Linked DNA regions of Pan troglodytes: region 1 is linked to region 2. Evidence: chromatin contacts called from public Hi-C data. All regions are on one chromosome and are shown on one strand. Each heading gives the region's core, a stretch centred on a gene start, on an enhancer-like site or on the middle of the called end of the contact. The rest is flanking DNA. Distances are from core to core; before and after follow the strand shown. Region 1 overlaps SLC6A6 (solute carrier family 6 member 6). Region 2 holds the start of SLC6A6 (solute carrier family 6 member 6).

The links. A called contact is a pair of places that touch in the nucleus more often than the background predicts.
Region 1: a contact with region 2 is called in a Hi-C map of stem cell-derived neural progenitor cells, with 4 times the contacts expected there. The contact joins the enhancer-like site here to the promoter of SLC6A6 in region 2. A contact is called at or near these places in 2 of 7 Hi-C or Micro-C datasets (blood and stem cell-derived neural progenitor cells) and 1 of 1 other capture datasets (stem cell-derived neural stem cells).

The regions. Positions count from the first base shown.
Region 1 is chr2:18,472,079-18,476,842 of NHGRI_mPanTro3-v2.0_pri, reverse strand. SLC6A6 (solute carrier family 6 member 6) reads right to left here. Exons shown (of 15, transcript XM_016940534.4): 10 at 3,788-3,900. Among named protein-coding and RNA genes, the nearest start is that of SLC6A6, 72 kb to the right of the region's middle. Within about 2 kb of position 3,037, at least 3 of the 24 cell types and tissues checked have an H3K27ac peak or open chromatin away from gene starts, as enhancers often do. A contact at or near this core is called in stem cell-derived neural progenitor cells and stem cell-derived neural stem cells, where this site is marked.
Region 2 is chr2:18,400,770-18,405,436 of NHGRI_mPanTro3-v2.0_pri, reverse strand. SLC6A6 (solute carrier family 6 member 6) reads right to left here and starts at 3,163. Exons shown (of 15, transcript XM_016940534.4): 1 at 2,880-3,163.

The DNA of each region.
Region 1 (4,764 bases), core at 1,788-4,287, 72 kb before region 2:
CAAAAGTTGAAGAGCTTATTCAACCTGGACCCAGATGTCCTTTCCTCTGAACGAGGCTTTTGGGAAGGACGTTTCCCCAGCATTCCTACCAGAGAAATCTAACCCCTTCCTCCTTTGGGACGCATTGCAGGAAAATCCAGGGAAGGAACACAAACGAGGAGAAATCCCTTTCATGTGCTGACAAGGGCTGGAGAGATGAGACTGCCACCAGGAATAAGGGAAAAGACGAGCAGGAGGCTCTCAAGAGGGATCCAAGAGAAGAGGCTGCTTTTTTGACCTCTGACTCATGTGTCTGCCGAAGGGGTTTTGAACCTAAATTGCCACTGAATTATAGCAAACCTGCAGCTCAAACACTTAAGCTTCAAAAGGAGCTAAAAACAAAGGTTCTTTCCTTTTTTGAGATGGGGAAATTAAAGACAGGAAGGTCAGTGTCGCTGTGAATCAGGGCCAAGACCAGCACAAACCCCCATTTCTCAGTTCCTGGCGCTTCCGGAGAACACTGCCCTTCTCCACCAGCCTCTTCAGCCCTCCCTTGCTTAACAGCTGTGTGATTGGCTTCTCCGAGCCTCACTTGCCTCTCCGTGAAATGGGAGGATCTTGCCCACTTGGCAGGGATGTTGAGAAAGATTTGAAATTATTAGAGTAAATCTGCAAGTGGGAGATAACTGTTAACCCATGTCAGCGGGCTGGGCGAGCTCTTTGGGTGCAGGAGGAGTGGGTTCCAACTCTCATCTCCTCTCATAACTTGTTAAAAAAACCATGTCCCGGCTGGGTGCAGTGGCTCACGTCTGTAATTCCAGCACTTTGGGAGGCCAAGGCAGGCAGATCACCTGAGGTCAGGAGTTCGAGACCAGCCTGGCCAACATGACAAAACTCTGTTTCTACAAAAAAAAAAAAAAAAAAAAAAATTAGCCAGGTATGGTGGCACATGCCTGTAATCCCAGCTACTTGGAAGGCTGAGGCAGGAGAATCACTTGAACCCAGGAGGCAGAGGTTGCAGTGGGCCAAGGCTGCGCCACTGCACTCTAACCTGGGCGACAGAGCAAGGCTCTGTCTCAAAACAAACAAAAAACCATGTCCCTCTTGGGTAGCCTGGATGGCAACAGGCATCTGCCTCCACATGGCTGACTCCTCTACCCTGTCTCACCAAGAAAGGCGCAGCAGTATGATGGCTCTTAGGCCAGACGGACTGTTCCCGCCAATGGTAGGAACCCCTGATGAGTCAGGGTGACACCCCCTGCTCCCTTGCCCAGGACGGAATAACATCAGCGGGAGGCCTCTGCCTCTGGGCTGTAGATCTCCATACTTCCAACAGGAGGAAGTTATTTTGGGGGAATTCAAGGGGAAGGCCAATTGGGACAAACTAGCAGGTAAGAGATGGTTTCTGCAGACAGGCAGACCTGGCATCAAGCCCTTAACTAGCTGTGTGGAGCCTTGGCTAAGTTCTTGGTCTCTCTAAGTCTCAGTTTCCTCAGCTATAAGAAGGGTAAAAATAGTACCCAGGCATCGCAACACTGCAGCTTAAGGAGTTCATGTACAAAAAGCCAGGTGCAGGGCCGGCAGGAGGGCAAACTGGGGAGTTAGGAGTCAGTGTTGAATGGGGACAGAGGTTCCATTTGGGAAGAGGAAAAAGTTCTGGAGACGGATGGTGGTGATGGCCGCGCAATGTCTGAAGGTACTAATGCCACTGAACTGTGCACTTAAACCTGGTTTAGATGGTAAATGTGGATCACCCCAAACACACGCACACACAGAAGCCTGCCATGAGGACCGGCACCCAGGGAACACCTCTTACGGCAGAGGGCTCTGATCCTGTCACAGTGCTGGCAGTGGGTGAGGCACACTGCTGGCATCTGCAAAACCTTCCCCATTTCCCCAAGTTCACAAAGCAAAGAGATACAAAAGAGGAAGCCCCACCTGTGCCATCAGATTCCCATCCTGGTTCCCTGGGACATGGGGCCTGGGAGACCAGTGACTTAGGTTCGATTTCTACCCTTGTCCCTGGCAGGTCATCTAACTGCTCTGAGCCTTGAGTTCCTCGCTCTGCAAAGTAGGAGGAGTGGCTGTGAGAGCCCACCAGATTCTCTCCGTGTGCCACTGACACGGGGCCTCCCTGAGAGATGCGTGTCCTCCACCAGGCCCCACTTCCTGGGGAGAAAATCTAATGAGTGACCACCTCCACCTGCTCAGGGAGCCGTTTCCAAAGCCCAAGTGGCCTATTTTGGGCCCATGAAGATGTCATGCCTTGTCATTTATTAACCTCTGTTTTTGTTTTTTTCTTTCACTTAGAGCTCTGGAAGAAGTTATAAAAGCCATTTGCTTGGGGCCTCTGAAGGCCAAACTCATTAACTAGGAATGATTAATGGAGTCCTCCTGCTTGTTTATTCAGCTCAAGTCTATCAACAACTGCAGAAGTATTTTGTTTTCCGTCTCCCTGATGTTTTCGTTCTGTCTTCTCTGCTAATCCTGCCCCCTTCTCTGCCAAATCCCCTGCTCTGCTCTTGACCTTGCTGGCTGGCCGCCTCCTCTCTCTGGACTCACCCTCCTCTGCTTGACCTTCAGAGACTTTTCCCCTACCAGGTTCTGGGGACCCACTTGGGACAATGACTCTGAAGACTTTGGCCCCCGGGGAGGGGGACAAAGGGCTCTCCCACCCTGGCTGCAAGCTCCAACCTCTCAGGGGGTCTCAGTTGCTCAAAGGCTTCCCAAGAGGCATTCAGACCTCCAGACCCAGACTACACAGTCTACATCCTACCTGCTTCTCAGTGGCCCACCTGCATGGCGCTGCCTGAGGGGCTCATGCTGGGCTGGGGACACTACCAGCCTGTCCCACACGCCATAAATCCCTACTCCTGGAGTCATGCCTGTGCTCTGAACTGTTGTTTCAACAAGACCCTGTCAAAAATACACCTATTTCCAGGGAAAGGGGCCCAGGAGCTCAAGTGAATTGTCCTCCGAGCACTGCTGACTACCCCACACTAGGCACTGGCTACTCTACAGCCAGATGCAGCCACTCATCGGCTCTCACTGGCATTCCCTGGCCATGAGTCACCTTCTAGTGGAGGCCTGAGCCCTGAAGGGGTGGGATGCGGGGTTTAGAAGTGCAGGAAAGAACCTCAGTGGAGACAAGAGTCCTGCCTTGGGAGGGGAGAAGCCAGGACAGCCAGAGGTCAGGGCGGGTTTGAGCGAGGCTCCCGGCCTGTGCGGTGTAGAAAGCACGGGAGGGAGCCAATGCCCAGCCCCTCGCACGCTCCAGGGAGCACAGAATCCTGAGTGTGGCGTAGGCTTCTCCTGGGCACTTGCAACTGATTACGATGGCCCAGACAATGATCAGCTCACACAGAAATGTGGGTCCCTTCTCCGAATCGCCCATCTGCCATGTCCTCCTGTGCCCTGCCGACACTCCACTGGAGCACATCATGACTTATTGAGTCATGACCTCCAATTCGTCATTTGTGGCTTGACTGTAACCACAAGCCCTGGTGTCCCTGTCATAACCCACCCACTCCGAGAACCTCTGGATGCCCCTCTGCTAGCAGACAATGTGCCATGCCACGTCTTGTTTGCACTCCATTAGGCTAAATAATTATCTTGTTCAAATGCACTTTCTGGGGACGCAGAGCTTTTTCTATTCCTGGTGTCCTGGAGGAACCCTCACAGCTGAAGCACTGGAAGTCTGACTGGAGGGGGGAAGGGGGTTGACCACCTCCCAGGTGGGATAAGGAGGCTTTCCCAGAGTCAGGTTCCCCACAGGGGCAGTCGCCCCAGGGCTATCCCTTATACGCACCTGGCTATCCAGTCCAAGCAAGAGAAGCATAATAAAAAAAAGAATGGACCAAAACGTGGGCAGCGGCATCATTGTCACAGCTTTTGGGTAGGCAATGAAGGCCAGGCCAGGACCTAGAAAGGAAAGAAAACGGGGAGGGGCACAGGGGAGGAGACATCAGCCACCAAGCCACTGGGAACCCTGGGCTCACACAAAGACACTCAGACCCAAATACAGCAGGGAGCCAGGTCTGAACTCTGGCCTGGGGAAAGAGACCAGGCCTGTCTCGCTTTTGGGTGGGACACGCTGGGGCTCAGGAGGGGCCCGGTTTTAGCATCTGTCTCCTACACAGCACACGTGGCCTCCTCACACACCAGCATCCATCGGGGCGTGGTTATTTGGGGTAGGATGCAGACTGAGCCCAGGGCTCGGTCTGCAGAGACAAAGGAAAGGGAGGATCCTCCCACCCCAAAGCAAAGCCATCGAGTGGACAGCCTTTGCTGGAAGGAGGCGGGGGAGCGTGGTGGTGACCTGACCGCCCAGTCTCCTTTGCAAAGGGAAGGTTTCTATTTTTGAGTTAATGGCTAAAACACCATAGGAGTGGAAAGAAAAACCAATACAAAACCATGCCCAACAGGAGGTCTGTCTCTTCAGGGGTGCATCTGTGGGGCTCTCCCTGGCAAGGTCAGAGCCAAGCCCACGAGGTCAAGGTTGGGCCAACCAGGGCCCAAAGCTGAGGGAACATGGGTGCAGGGGCAAGGTCCCAGGCCTGCATCCAAGTCATCCTCTTCCAATTTCCTTTTTGAATCACCCCATACCCTCTCAGGGCCTCAGTTTCCCCACCTGAAAAGTGAGGGGCAGGTGGCCATAAATGACTCACGAGGAGCCTTCCTGTGTTTAGATTCTCAGAGGTAGACACCATGTCACTAGAAAAGGGCTCTGGGTTTCAAAAGAGGGGACTTGGATAGAACCTGAGGGAGAGCTGGGGAGATGGGAGC
Region 2 (4,667 bases), core at 1,914-4,413:
TTAGGCATTTCCAGATCCACAGCTCCTGCCCAGAACCCATAAATTCAAACGAACGCTCTGGCCAAGTTGGCAAACACAGGAAAGTGAGATGCAGCCCCAAAGAATCTGACTCTTGCTCATGACCTTCTGCAGAAGTGGGGAATCAGCATGTACCTGCCAGGGTGGCCCTGGGATTTCAGGCCAACCCCAATTCCCAGGCAGACCCACTCTGGCTGCAGCTAAGCTGCATTCTGGGGAGCCCTTATAATTTACTTCTCAGCTTTTTCTATATACGGGAACGTGTTCAATGACTCACAAGTGTCTTATCATTCAGGACCTTTGGAAAGACTTTCAGAGAAGTACAGCTCCCAAATCCTTTGACAAACTGACAGGCGGACAAGTTCAGGTTAGAAAAGAGAGTCCCCAGAGCCCGGACTGCCTTGTGGAGGGCTGACCCCTGCAGCAGAATGGGTAGCAGGGCTCAGGGGAAGGCACAAAGAAGGGAGAATGAGTAACTAGGGACAGAGGCAAGGTGCAAATGGGTCCCATAGGCTCACTTTCCTGCCCTAAGGACTGGGACACCTTTGTCCCTCATTTTCCCCAGGCCCCGGTTCAATTTCAACTCCCCAGGATATCAGTGACCAAAGCCCCATGGGGCCAAAACTCACAGCTGAGCTAGGGAAAACCTTTTGAAACTTAACTTTGTCCAGTCAAGGCAAAGTCCCTTAGGTGGCTCTCAGTTTGTCCATCTATAAAATGGGTACTGCTCACCAGGCCTCCAGACTCTGAAAAGCAGATGTGGTCCAATCACCACAGGTTGAGGTGACGGGAAGGAGGCAGGGGAGGATGATTGCAGCTGAGCCATGGGTTAGTACAAGGGTGTCCCCAAAGGACAAAGCCTCCAGAATGCACCTTGGCCCTTGCCATACACCACAGTGACCCAGGACCTCGTGACACCCTCTAATCAGCAGCTCTACAGCCGAGCCCGGCTTTACAGCTTACCACAAGCTTATTCAGCCTCATCTCCCTCAATCCCCTCAAGGACGTAGTGAGGCCGGCACTGGTGTCCTTGCTGCCCAGGCAGCCAAGCTGAGGCTCAAAGAAACCAAGGGAATCAACCAAGGTCACCCACCCATTAAAACAAAGCATAGGACTTAAATCAGTTCCCTGGGGACAAGCTCCTACCTCTGGTCCCTGGTTTACTCTATAACCAGTCTGCCCCACCCATTTTACAGGTAAGGAAACCGAGGCAGAAAAAGGGTTGCCCAAGGTCAACTGGGGGCTGAGCCAGGCCTAACACCTCCCACCTTCTACCAGTCCCACCCTGTTGGGGGTTCTTAGCCGTGCTAGGCCCCCTTTGGATCCTCTCCAACACCATCTTGATGAAATTCCTCCCCCACCCCACCTCCTCATGCCCACCCCACAATCCCTGGGTGACTCCCTGGTCGAGAGGGAGGCAGGTGGTTGCTAAGCACTCACCCGCTCTCTCTCTCTCATAAAAATAAACTCCTTCTGGCTAGGAGACTCTGGACAAGATCCCCTCCCTTCTAGCCAACAAAAAATTAAAAAGAAAATTTAAAAAGATCTCCTCAGTGACATTTACTTGAACGTCAGCTGTGCCAAAGCGGGGGCCAATTTACTGAAGTCCAAATGGAGCCATGCGCCAGTAAACCTCAGCCCGAAGACCCTCCATTCAAGTGTCTGGGCAATTACTGAGCTGATTTATTTCCCCAGACAGGAAACGGGGGCCCAGGCTGCCTCCCAAGCTTTTGGGGCTGGTCCTGGGGATGCCGGGATCTGGCAGAGGCCCAACAGTGACCAAAATAGCCAGGCCGGTGGCCCTGCCCGGCACACACCTCCCTGCCTGGGAGAGCTGCCCACAGGTCTCCTCTCCAGTCCAGGCTGAAGTCCAGGCTGAAGCTTTGAGGCTGTAGGAGGAGGTCCCTGGAATTCTCTCTGTCTGGCTTCCCTAGTGGGAGGGGAACGAGAATCTCCTACTCAAAAGAGGAACCCACAGAAGGAAGAGAAATAGTCTGGAGGAGGAAGTGTCCTGCTGGCCCTGCCGGCTGTCCACTACCCCTTGGCTGCCCCTCCGGGCCTTGGTCCCACCACTCAGGACTGCTGGACGCTGGCGCTGCCACCTGCACACCACCTATGGAGTGCATGCACCTATGGAGCCACGCTGCCCTATCACCTCTCCCCACTCAGCGCCGGCCCTGGAGAACCAGCTCTGGCCATTGGACCCTCTAGGCACCAGGGACACCCTCTTGGGTACAGCCGAGGACACACGAGTGCCCACAACCAGGGACCTGGAGACACAACCACACTCAGGGACACGCACGTGCACCTAGCCAGGGCCTGGAAGACGCAGCCCCCCACACACAGATTCATGCAGACACAAACGGGGACACACAAGAGCACACATCCAAAGACAGCACACTCAGGTATCACACACAGAGAGGCACACACACACAGCCCAGCACGCAGAGAATAACAGACATGCACCGGAACACACATGTGCACGCTGCTGGGGACACGGTGAAACAGCCACCCTCAGAAACACAGACACAGGGATACGGAGGCACATGTAGGCATCCTGACGGAGACAGGCACACAGATATGCCACACACACACACACACACACACACACACACACACACACACACTCTCTCTCCTGCCGCCCGCACCAAGAGCCGGAGCCCTTTTGCCGGGGAAACAATAACAGCCCCGCCAGCGGGACTGAGCAGGCGACCCTCGGTCCCTTCCGCGGTGGTGAAAGGGGCGCCGGATGGGCGCACGCGGAGGGGAGGAGGCCGGGACTGCGGCGACGCGGGGATGGGGAGGGGCTGCAGACGGCGGGCAGCGCCGGCTGCGCGCCCAGCTCCCGGTCCCTCCGGTACCTGGGGTGGCTGCGGCGCCGCCCGCGCTCTGCTCGGCTGTGCCGGGTTCCGCCGGCCGGGGGCTGCCTGCCCGCTCGCTCTCTGACCCGCTGGGTGAACGCTCCGCACTCCCTCTTGGCGCAGCTTGTCCTCTGGGCTTGCGGTCCTCGGGGCTCGGCGTTGGCGGCGGCGCGAAGGAAGCGGTAATTTATAAGCGGCTTCTTCCTGACCTCGCGTGTCTGTTGTCTGAGCAGGCAGCTCTCAGCATCACCCATCCTGCTGGGTGGAAAAATACCAGCTCGGCCGGGCCGGGGGCGGGGCCGGGGCGGGGCCGGGGCGTCCAGCCCCGCCCCAAGTGCGGACACACGCGCGCACACACACACATGCACACACATACACGCATACACGCACGCGCGCATGGGCTCGGACACACAAAGAACCCGGGCTCGCCGAGCGCGCGCGCACACCCTCATGCCGCGCGGCGAACGTTCGTTGCCAGGTGCGGCAGCCCGCCCTGGGCGCCTCCTGCCTGCGGAAGAAGAGCAGGACAGACCCGACCCGACCCGCCTAGTCCTCTCCTTCACAGCAGCCTCCAAACTCCACCGCTCGCCTCTTCCGCCAGGCTCCTAGGATGAGGCCCAGGGCTCCTGGAGCAGCCAGGTGCAAACCAGACCGGGCTCGCAGTCCACTGCGTTCCCCTGGGCGATCGTCCACGTTCTGGGAGACTCGGTATGCCCCGGGAGGGTGGCCTGAGCTTGTGGTGTGAAGCCAGGTACAGAGCTCCAGAATCCTGGCCTTGCCATGGCTGTGTGACCCTGGGCAAGTGACTCACAATTTCTGTGCCTCAGTGTCCTCATCTATAAAATGGAAAGGAAAATAGTAGCGCTTGTCTCCTCTGGCTGTTATGAAGATCCAAGGTTAACAGCGTAGAAGAACTCGGAACGCACCCGGCATCTAGGAAGTGCCAAGCCAGTGTCAGCTAATGTGACTATTTTTAAATGGAGATGGGGAGTGTGCCATTATTCTTGTCCTTATTTGAATGAACGGGCCCTCAGGGACCATTTTCCACTGCCCCGCCCTGGCAGCATGCCAGGGAAACGCTGTGAGAACCCCGAACCCCAGCCTTCTCCTGTCTTCCCTCTCTCTGTCTCTCTCAGCACCTGGGAGGCGGGGAGGAGAGAGCCGATCCTTCCACCATTTACACGGAGAATAAAAGAAGAAATACCGGCCAGGCGCGGTGGCTCATGCCTGTAATCCCAGCACTTTGGGAGGCCGAGGGGGCAGATCACCTGAGGTCAGGAGTTCGAGACCAGCCTGGCCAATATGGCGAAACTCCGTCTCTACTAAAAGTACAAAAATTAGCCTGGCATGGTGCCGGGTGCCTATAATCCCAGCTACTCAGGAGGCTGAGGCAGGAGAATCCCTTGAACCCGGGAGGCGGAGGTTGCAGTGAGCCGAGATCACGCCACTGCACTCCAGCCTGGGCGACAAGAATGAGTCTCAAAAAAACAAAGAAGAAGAAGAAGAAGAAATACCACTCAGGCCAGGATCCCTGCCTGGAAGGGCTCTGCAGCCGCTCTCCCTGTACAGCCCCAGGATGCTAAGGAGCATCCCGAAGTGACACTGGCTCTCCCTGGAGGCCCCTGCTGTCGGACTCCAACCTGACCTTCCAGTGGGTGCTCCTCATACTGGCTCCAGCCAAGACAGACGAGGACCACTGGGCACATGCCCTTCCTTGCCTTCCTGTCACCCTTCCCACCCTTCTCTGCTGGCCCCAGGTGGCCCCTTCCTCCAGGAAGCACCTGGGGA